2 separate regions of the Oryza sativa genome follow, and region 1 is linked to region 2. A link is a contact called in public HiCAR-type data. All regions are on one chromosome and are shown on one strand. The core of a region is the stretch at or near the end of the contact, and the rest is flanking DNA. Distances in the headings are between cores, read along the strand shown.

The links. HiCAR-type assays count read pairs that join an accessible place to other places.
Region 1: a HiCAR-type map of leaf shows a contact between it and region 2, with 4 times the contacts expected there. The contact joins the promoter of LOC9267624 here to the promoter of LOC4348759 in region 2. A contact is called at or near these places in 1 of 15 Hi-C or Micro-C datasets (leaf) and 1 of 4 datasets of contacts at active chromatin or transcription factors (leaf).

What each region holds. Positions count from the first base shown.
Region 1 is chr10:17,315,734-17,321,071 of ASM3414082v1, forward strand. It overlaps LOC9267624 (protein ENHANCED DISEASE RESISTANCE 2), which reads left to right and starts at 2,302. Exons shown (of 22, transcript XM_015759172.3): 1 at 2,302-2,660; 2 at 2,993-3,252; 3 at 3,352-3,405; 4 at 3,810-3,875; 5 at 4,131-4,237; 6 at 5,016-5,089; 7 at 5,194-5,310. The coding sequence starts at 3,022.
Region 2 is chr10:16,864,581-16,870,201 of ASM3414082v1, forward strand. It overlaps LOC4348759 (N6-adenosine-methyltransferase non-catalytic subunit MTB), which reads left to right and starts at 1,841. Exons shown (of 8, transcript XM_026020834.2): 1 at 1,841-2,117; 2 at 2,404-2,474; 3 at 2,850-5,199; 4 at 5,293-5,379. The coding sequence starts at 2,914. It also overlaps the pseudogene LOC4348757.

The DNA.
Region 1 (5,338 bases), core at 1,052-3,551, 450 kb after region 2:
ATTGTGGCGCCAGGATACTAATCACTACAGAAATTTGAGTGCTTTAATTTCCCTTGAGAAGAATATCAGAGACTTAACAATATTATGCAATGAGGCAAGATTCATGGGATTTGAGTCCAGATGTGCCAATCGAAGCCATCAATGGTTTCGCTGCCGAGTTATACGGCGCCATCGGCCAGCAAGACAACCAGTCATGTGCTCGGATAGGAGGATGCTGATGGGAATAAACATGGCGTGGCCGGTGGCGGCGCCGCTGCGGCCGGCCAAGGACGATGTCGACCTCAGTATCCTCGTGTGAGAGCTCGCCCGCAGCCGCCCCCGCTCCGCTCGGCCGGCTCCGCTCTCTGCCGCCGCCTTCCTGCTCCAGCCGCTCGCCACAGCCCACTGCCGCGCTCACCCGCCGTTGCTCCCCCCTCTGCAACCGGCGACCTCCCGGCGCTCGCCCGCCGCCGCCGCGCTCCTCCCCTGCGCCCTGCCAGTCGCTGGCCCTCCTCCCCGCTGCGTTGAAGATTCTGCCGCCATCCACGCCAGGGGAAACTGGAACACATGAGAGAGGAAGAGAGAGAACAGGGGAAAGAGAGGGAGAGTGGTGACGTGGTCACCCTGATATGTGGGGCCCACAAGGGTCCCACGCTGATTCAGCAGCCACATCGGATCAAACTGGGGTCAAAACCACCGAAGGACCTAAAGTGAACGGTTTTGTAAGTTAAGGAATGTCATATATCTGGTTTTGTGGTTGAGGGACGATTTTGTAATTCGATGACAAATTGAGGGACCTTCGGTGTACTTTTTCCTAAAATCCACGACGGACTCTAGCAGGCCTGGCGCCTCGAATGCGCGTGCGACGTGGGCGGTGTCTGGCATTGCCACGGGCAATGTGGTCGCGTGGAAGCGCGCCACACAGACGTACTCCTTGCTGTTGATTTGAGGAATTGTTTTTAGAAATAATGTGATTTTAATGGAAAATCGTAAAAATATAGGTCGGTGAGACGAAATCGTAAGTTTAGCATTCTATTGAACAACCGTGGGTACCTGTCGAACAACCGCAGTTTGACAGGACCACTTAAAAAAATAAAAAAGTACATGAACAGGGTTGCGCAATGCTCGGCAGTGGCCTATTGAACAGGTACCCCTGTCAAACCATGGTGCTAAATTTGTGATTTCACCTGACTGACCTATATTTTTGCAATTTTCCATTAAAATCGTATTATTTCAAAAAAAATTCCGGATTTGATGGCAGATATGTATCTCGCTGCTTTGAAACGGCCAACTAAAACTGCTGCTTTGAGGGCAAATGTGTACTTATAAAAAACCTAAAAGGCTAGAACTGGATGATTCGTATTCATAGGATGTGTCACATCTAGTATTATATTGGTTTTTATGGGATGAAGGAGTAGCTCGCTAGAATAGTCATGCTGATTTTGGGATGGGTATGTACGGGTTGTTCATCAGCAATGATTTTCCTAATGTAGCTGCATCTGATCGTGCTCTCAAGGGATCATCCTTTGCTTTGAAGGCATCATCGATTAAATTCTGAAGAAACTTCAAGATTTGACTAACTCAAAAAGTCAAAATCTGCAGTCACCATCTCTGCACTTGACGAGGCGAGTGGCGCGGTCGACACAAGATGATGAGGTTGCCAGTGACCTTGGGGGTCAAGGGTCCCGCTGTGGTTGGTCTTCTCGACAAGGAGGAGGCGCTTGATCCAAGCGACGACCTCGTGCGACAAGGGGATAGACAGCTTTGTTGAGGTTGATGACACCGTAGTGGAGGTTCTCAGTGATGGGCTGCTTGAACGGGGAGTGGCTGGCGTGGAACGAGGTGTAGTGGTCGGTGCGGACGATGAGGTGGGAGAAATGGGGGTGCCGCGGGCGGCTAGAGGGCGCCTCTGCGTGGGTGAGTAGGAGGAGCGCCGGCGTGAGGCAACGAAATCTTCCTGTGGATGTGCCACTTACATGTGGCCTTCACATGTTTTTTTTTAATTCTCTTCTTTCTGACTGTCATGAGACCTATTTTGTATGGTTCTGAACATTCGATGGGTAAAGATATCTTGTATAGGGGTTAGGGACGTTATACAAACTTGACGTAAAGTTGAGGAATGTCAAGTGGACTTATCCGCGGAGCCCATCTTACCAGCCCAGCAACACTGGCCACCTGGCGCCGTGTCGTTGCCGGTGCGCATATGGCAGTTGCCGGTCTCCTCCGCTGCCTCGCGCACACAGCCCACTGTCGTCGTGGGCCCCACATGTCCGTGACCCCGCAACGTCTCCACCTTTTCGGCCGCGGCTTCCGCCGGAAGCCGGAGCACAGCAGAGAGAGAGGCAGGTGGCACGTGCTTCTCCTCGTCCTCGTCTCGTCTCGTCTCCTCTCCGCCTCTTTCCGGGTTGGACTTGCCCACTCTCTCTCCACCCCCCCAACCCACCTCGTCGCTGCGCCGCGCGGCCTCGACGTGGCCGCCACCGCCGCCGCCGCCGCCACCGACGCAGCGGGGGCCCCAGATCTGGACGCTCTGAGGCGTCGCAGCCGAGCCGCCGCCCGTCTCGGGGACCTGCCGCGCTGCTGTCCTGGTAGGTAGGCCCGCGCCACGGTGACTCGTCGTCGGCCCCAACGAAAGGCGGCGGCGACCGCCCCCCTCCCTCCGTTCGCTGCTGGTCTGAAAGGTGTGGATTGATTTCTTTTGCTCTCTAAGGTGTTTGGTGGATCGTTATCATGTGCTTGAGGGGTTGTTCGGGATGCTGGTTTCGGTTGTGCTAGTTTGGGCAATCTCCTCGTATTAATTTACTTGTGTGATGCTGCGGGGTAGATGGGTGTTAAACGTTAGTAGTTGGTATGTGTCCTGACACTTTGGTAATCTGGAAGAGGATGCTATGATGCTGTGAAGTAAATGTTGTGCTTAACAAGGACTAGTTGGATCGAATTCAGTTGTTCAGGTTAGTTTTTCGGTACACTGATTGCATAATTGACCTATGCAATTGCTTCATTGCGATTGCAGCATTGTTGTATTGGAAGCGGGGGTGAGGGATGTCGTCGTCTTCGTCATCCGTAGTATATGAGGGGTGGATGGTCAGGTATGGTCGCCGCAAAATTGGGCGGTCATTCATCCACATGCGCTACTTCGTGCTGGAGACCCGGCTGCTGTCCTACTACAAACGCAAGCCCCAGCACAAGATGCCCAAGCTCCCCATTAAGTCCCTTCACATCGACGGCAACTGCAGGGTTGAGGACCGGGGCCTCAAGATGCACCATGGCCATGTACATCTCTTCTCTTCCGTGCTCTTGATTCCTAATCCTCACTGTAGCCTTTGCATTCCATTCCATTGATTTTCTTTGCTTTCATTTTTCGTCTTGCAGATGCTTTATGTTTTGTGCGTTTACAACAAAAGGGAGAAGCACCAGCGCATCACGGTTAATATTTCCCTCATTCATCCCTTACTCATTGCACCAAGCATAATAATCATAGTTTTTGTTTTTTTACTTCCACTGCATTTGCACATATGTCATATAGTAACTTCTATTTGGTCTGTCTCTCTCATATGATATTCACATAGGGAGGAATTTCCTTTACGTTGGAAAAGAAAAATAAAAGAGGTGGAAAATCTAATGTTTCTTTTTCCAGCACAAACAAACAGAAGACATGCTTTGCCTTTTTTAGTGTGTTTAGTATACCAACAATATAATCCACTTTTCTTTATTAAGTACCATTTTGTTTTGGCCAGGTATTCCCCTTTTTTGGCATGGAGAGAGGGCCTTGCATCTTACTTTCTAAATAATCTAATGTTCCTCATTCAGTCTTGCATAACTTGTACCAGATGGCTGCATTCAATATCCAGGAGGCTTTAATTTGGAAGGAAAAAATTGAGATGGTCATTGATCAGGTTCACCCGGCGTACTTTGATTCTTACCTACATCTCTGTTTTAGTTAATTGACTTCATCGTTGCTCCTTCATGGAAGCACCAAGCACATGCAAACAAACACACAACACACTTACTTTTGGCACTTAGACACCTATTTTCAGACTAGTGTGTAATGCTGATTTTGGATCGATGAAGAACTTTTTCCCACATCCTTTCACTACTATTTCTTAATTAGATACTCTTTACCACACATTGATTCTTTTGAATTAATGCAGCAACAAGGAGTGGTGGCGTCTGATGGTAATCTAGCCCACAGCTCATCGCAACAAAAAGTGAGCTTAGAAAATGGAAGGAAATCTTCTTTCTCTGATCATGAAAGTCTGTAAGTGGATGACTAACATGTTTCTTTTGCCTATTACATGCATATCTTATCAGTACTCTTCTAGTCTTTTTTTCTTATCTTAGTTTCTTCTATTGTACCCCTACATTATCTTTTCTACTTTCTGCTGTTAAACTTCCATGTTGACTGTTGAGCGCTTCACCAACAACAAAGCATGTATTGGTATCTATTTCTGCTGAGAACATATGTATCGATAATCTTAGTTCCCGATTTCCAAGTTACCAATATTTGGCATGCATCTTTTATATCTTATTGTGAGAGATGATGCTAGCGTTTCTACTACATGCTTTGACAGGGTAGCCTTCTTTAAAATAAAAAAATCATACTGGAGTGAGGAATCAGTTAGACAATTACGGAATTTATGTGGTGTCTTATGAGATTGCACCATGTAATTTGATCAGTTTATTTGTGTTAAACAACAAAAAGAAGGAACAATGTCTTGAATCTTCTAGCATTTAGTTTTCCCAATAGTTTTTGGCATTGTAAAGTTCAAACATATAGTTTTATCGTGGTTGAAGAAAGAACAGCAACCTGATCTTGAAACCATATAAACTGCCTTAATTGTTTTGCTAGACATCAAACATTTGAGCTTTTTGTAGCTCCATTATAAAAAATATATTTGAAGTTTTCAGGTTTGTTATACATATTAGTCACATCGACTGATGCTTATGTGTAACTTTGTTTCATTTGTTCAAGTATAGCCTGTTGTGATTATTATTTTTTTATCAAACTGACATGTCCCCTTATTATGTTCTGTCAGGTACAGCCATGAAGAGGAGGAAGAAGAAGAGGACAATCAACGATCATTAATGCGAAGAACGACGATTGGAAATGGTCTGTGAGATGGTGTTGTGCATGACTTGTCTTCTTCCTTGCATCATTTTTTTTTCTAGTTCAAAGTTCAAACTGGGAAATTGTTCTATTGTTGTCATTTGTAGGTCCTCCAGAATCGTTATATGATTGGACCCGTGAAAATGATTTGGGAATATCAAATCAGGGAAGTCCTGATCATGTTTTCTCTAGAAGACATTGGCGCCTTGTCAGATGCCAAAATGGCAAGTACTTATATTATGTCATTTACCC
Region 2 (5,621 bases), core at 591-3,090:
CTACAGTCGTACTGCCTCGTCCCGCACTCCGTCAACACCTCGTCGGCGCTCAACTTCGGTGCCCTCGCCAACGTCACCGAGCCCGGAGCGGCAAGCACGCCGCTCGTCGTTGGGGACGTGGACACGTACTACACCGTGGTCCTCGACTCCGTCAAGGTCGGCAACAAGACGGTGGCGTCGGCGGCGAGCTCCCGCATCATCGTGGACTCCGGCACGACGCTGACATTCCTCGACCCAGCTCTGATGGGACCACTTGTCGACGAGCTCTCCCGCTGGATCACGCTGCCGCCGGTGCAGTCGCCGGACGGGCTGCTGCAGCTGTGCTACGAGGTGGCCGGGCAGGAGGTGGAAGCCGGAGAGAGAATCACAAATCACATCGATAAACATCTATACTCCATCGTGGAATCTTGTTCAGATAATCACAGTACTTATGTAGAAAGGATAGTAAGATACAGAAATGCAAAAATAAGCTTTGTAAGTGAACAGAACAATCTCAAGCTAAGCTGTTCTTTTATCAGAAGAACAGGATTTCAAGATATTTTGTGGCGCCGGTTTCGCTGTCTTACCTCGCTATACATTCTGTGAGAGATCAAATTACATGACCCATAAATTGTAGAGCAATGCAGGAGTAACACTCCCAGCTGAGAAATTGATTGATGTATAGCACTCCGATCTTCGTTAGGCGATGCAATGAGAATTCAGAATTCTCACCAACAGCCAGCTTGCTAGAATAGAGTATGAGTTACTGATCTTGAATGACCTCTTGTGTACAGCCAGCAGGAAGTGAACCGAACAGGCGAGTCCGGACTTGACGCTGGAGTTCGGACTTGACGCCGGACTTGACGTTGGCGCTGATGCCGGAGAACGCGTTCGTGATGGTGCAGGAAGGGACGCTGTGCCTGGCGATCGTGGCGATAACGGAGCAGCAGCCGGTGTCCATCCTCGGGAACCTCGCGCAGCAGAACATCCACGTCGGCCACGACCTCGACGCCGGCACGGTCACCTTCGCCGCCGCCGACTGCGCGGGGAGCGGCCGGTCGGCGGAGCAGACGAGCGGCGGGCAGGCGCGCCGCAGGAGAGGAAGATGGCGCCGACGGGGATCGGGACGGGGAGAGCGAGGACGTCGCCGCCGTCGTCGTCCATGGCCGCAGATCTTTCGTCCGCGCCGTCAGCGGCGTCGCTGGCGGGTGTGTGTGAGCGCGGGGTAGCGGCGGGTGGAGCAGGCGGTGGTGGGCGGAGCGGGCACGACGCCGAAGACAGCTTCTTCCCGCGCCGGCGCCTCCGGCCGCTTCTCCCTTCTCAAGCGTTGCAGCCGCCGCCACCTCCCTTCTCCCGTGTCGTCGTCGCCGCCGCCGCCGCCTCCCGGGCCTCTCCGACGGTCCAACCCCGAGGTCGCACGCGCCGCCGCCGCCGCCGCCGGACCTCCTCCCCACCCGCCAGCCGCCCTACAGAGAGGAGAGAAGTGAGAGAGAGATGAGGAAGGGAGAGAAGAGGGGGACAGATGACCTGGTATTGTGACATGTGGGGCCCACGCTGACTCAGCCGCCACGTCAGATAAAACCGGGGTCAAAAGCACCGAAGGATGTAAAGTGAACGGTTTTGTTAGTTGAGGAACGCCCGGTATCTGGTTTTGCGGTTGGGGGATGATTTTGTAACTCGATGATAAGTTGAGGGACCTTGGGTGTACTTTTTCCTACTGCCCAAAGCACCCGCACTGTTGGATCAGCCCACGAGCCCGCACTTCCTCCACGGCCTAAATAGCAATGGGCCGACGATTGCCCAAATGTTAACCGGCCCATGGACCGGCCCTTCTAGATCCGTCCTCAACTACGGGGGACCTGCCTGTGCTTGGGCGTGTCCGTACGGTCGCCGCCCGCGGCCGCGCTGCCTCCGCCTCCGCCCCCCGCGCCGCCGCCCGCACGCTCGGCGCGCCGCCGCCGCCCAAACCCTAGCTCCATCTCCCGCTTCCCCCAGCCGCCGCTCTGCTCCCCGCGAGCTCCTCGCCGGACCAAGCCGCCGCGGGCGCCACTCCCCCCCACCGCTAGCCTCTCTCTCTCTCTCTCGTCGTCCGCTCGCCCCGTCGCCGCGCGTCGGTCGCAGTCGCGGTTGCTCCGCAGGTATAGGTTCACATGCTCTTACCTCCAATCACATGTCGCGGTGGATCGCTGGTTCCATGCTCTGAATCACTTAAGCTCAGTGTGCTAATTTTCCCACGGTTGTAGTTGGAGTAAGTTGAGTAAAGAACAAGTACTGGTCGGTGTGATATTTAACTGAAGTAAATCAAGCAATGAAAAGGTTCACCTAACTGTTTAGTCTACCTAGCTTTATTTAGTATGAATCCGGGTATTCTATCCCTCTAAATATGGAAACGGATTCACATAACTCCTAGGTGTGGTTCTGTAGGTGATTCGCCGCCATGGCGTCCGACGTGGCTAGCGGGCGTTGATGATTTACGTGATATAACTGCAAAACCGGTAGCTTGGTTGTCATTATAAATTTGGTATCAATATAATTAGAAGTTTCATGTGGCTATAGAGATGGATTTGATTTTGATTCGTATTTATTACCTCTTGAGATGCACTCATAGTGTAGTGGCAGGGTTGGCTGGCATGCACCCCATCCGCCTGGGTTCGATTCTCCTCGAGCATGCTCACCGGAAATATTTTGCTTCTTTCTTCTTAAAATCATTGACACCAAGCCCTTCCTTGGTGTCCAACTTTTTTATTTATTAGCTCTTCTCTTTTTTGGTGATGATAGCATATGTCTTCAAAGTTGCGGTTAGCGTTTCCGGTCAATAGGGTGTCCAGTTGTGCTGCGTATGAATCCCATATATGGCGTTGTTTCTGCAGGAAATTATAAACTTTCCTGTTGGCTTAACTCTGTTGAGCATATATGCCTTAGAGAGCTTCTGCAATGGAAGGGTCTGATTCTAGTCGAAGTCGTGACAAGAGAGATGCTGATGACGATGTTGATGCTAGGAGCAGTTGGAAGGAAGATGACGAACATGAGGATGTCGAAGACAGAAAAAATCGTTCTGGCAAGTCAACAAGGTACATCTATGATGATGAAGGTGATGAGGATGATTACGATGTAAGAAGGGAATCACGGGTGTCCAAGGTCCCAAGGAGAAGCCCAGAAGAGAGAAGTGAGAGGAGATTGTCCGACGGGTACAAGGACAGAGATGGGGATAGCAGCAGGAGGAGAAGAGAGGACAATAATGATTGGGATTCTTCAAGAAGATCTGGCTCCAGAACTTCCGGTCATGATGTCTCTCGTAGTAAAAGCAGGTCCTCTGATCGGACCAGTTCTGATAGAGCTGATACAAGAGATAGTAGGTCCTCTGCTGATCAAAGTAAGAACAGGAGCGCAAGAGAGGCTCATGATTACAGGAATGAATTGAGTGAAAGATGGGAAGACACTGAGAGGAGAAAGGGTTCAGCCAGAACTGATAAGAATGATCAAGATAGACGATCAATTGATCCAAGGTACGACTCACCTCCAGCTAGAGATGATAGGATAGTTGATTCTGTTGATAATACTAGACAAAATACATTGCATTACAATGCAAAGTCTGAAGAGAGCGATGAGAAATGCATGGATCAAGTGGAAGGTACAAATAGAATAAGTGATAATGTGGAAACAAAGGATATGCTGCCTTATGTAGACAAGGATGGGCATGCATTGTCAAGGGATGGAAGAAACAAAGAAGCTAGACATCATAGAGAAAAGGATGATGGCGACCAAGGTCATTCGGACTCAGATAATGAAAGAAACATAAGCATGAAAGAAAAAATAAGAGTGGATGCTCATGGAGATTATAAGTCCTATAGAGGGAGGGACAGAAATAGAGAGTTGGAAGGATCTAAAGAACATTGGGGGAGTCGTCAAAGGCATGATTCGAAGGAGCCTAACGACTATGATGTTGGTGCAGAATGGAGGCATGGACAAGAAAGGTTAGATGGGGGAAATTTTCATGGAAGGTCTGGGTACAGGAAAGATTCCAGGGGCAGATATGAGAGCAGCAAAGGTCCTTCATCATATGGAAATCGATATGACAGTTCTGATTCAATAGAAATTCGGCCTAATAGGAACCTTGATTTTGGAAGGGAGAGCTCTGTTTCTGGAAGAAGAATCAACATGGGATCCCTTCAGGATTTAACACCTGGAACAAGTGATCCATCTGAGGAGAACAAAAGAAATTATGGAAATGGTGAGGATGCACAGGAGAGATACTATGATGATGTCCAAAACATGGATGGTAAAATTCCTTCCGATTCTCATACTGGGAGAGGAGGAGCAATAGCATCAAATAATTCAGGAGCCGGTCCAAGTGGCAGTGGGAGTATAATTTCTCCAACTCCTCAGCAAGGGCCAAAAGGTAGTAGGCCCTCTAGAGGTTTACGAGGAAGACCAAATGTGAGGGACCCTCAAAGAATGGGACTTCCAGTGCCGCTGATGCCACCTCCACCATTTGGACCTCTTGGTCTGCCACCAGGTCCTATGCAACCAATTGGACCAAACATGTCCCATTCTCCCGGTCCTCTTGGACCTGGTGTTTTCATTCCACCATTTCCCGGGCATCTTGTTTGGCCTGGGGCGCGGGGTATTGATGTGAATATGCTTTCTGTTCCAACCAACCTTCCTATCCCTCCAGTAGCGGGACCTAGTTTCACTTCCAGTGTAGCAGCTGGCCCCAATCATAGCATTCACTTAAATCAAACAGGCAGTGGGTTGGGATCTCCAGCGAATGCACCAGGAACTGGTTTTAATCCATTGTCTACACCAAATCATGAAATACTGCAAGATAAACCACCTGCGGGTTGGACACCGCAGCGGGGGCCTGCTGGAAAAGCTCCTTCACGGGGTGAACAAAATGATTACTCACAGAACTTTGTGGATACTGGCATGCGACCTCAAAATTTTATCAGAGAACTGGAGCTTACAAGTGTAGTGGAGGACTATCCTAAGCTTAGAGAACTCATACAGAGGAAAGATGATATTGTTTCTAACTCAGCTTCAGCACCAATGTACTACAAGTGTGACCTGAAAGATCATATGCTTTCCCCAGAATTTTTCGGCACAAAATTTGATGTTATTCTTATAGATCCTCCATGGGAGGAATATGTTCATCGTGCTCCTGGTATCACTGATCATATAGAGTATTGGACTCCTGATGAGATTATGAATTTGAAAATTGAGGTTATCTTTTTTGACTTACTATCCTTTCTATTTTATTTGTCATCCTGTATGTTTTATGGAATTTCTTTATAATGGTAAGTTTATTTTACCCAGCAGGCCATAGCTGATACACCCTCATTTATCTTCCTCTGGGTTGGTGATGGTGTTGGTCTTGAACAAGGCCGCCAATGCTTGAAGAAGGTAGGCCAGCTGCCTCTTCGCACAAATTCATATTTTTGCAGGTGCTGTTTTTATTTGTGTCCTTGTAAATTGCTAGATTTCTGATATTTTTTCGGAGAGTACAACAAAGTAACCAAAGTCCTTTATGGCTTTTTGCACTAAATCTGAATTTACAATTTACTTACCAAACTTGAGCTGTCTTGCGGCATTAGCATTAAATTAAACTTGTAGAATTCATCTGCCAATATTGTGCTTCAGAGAGC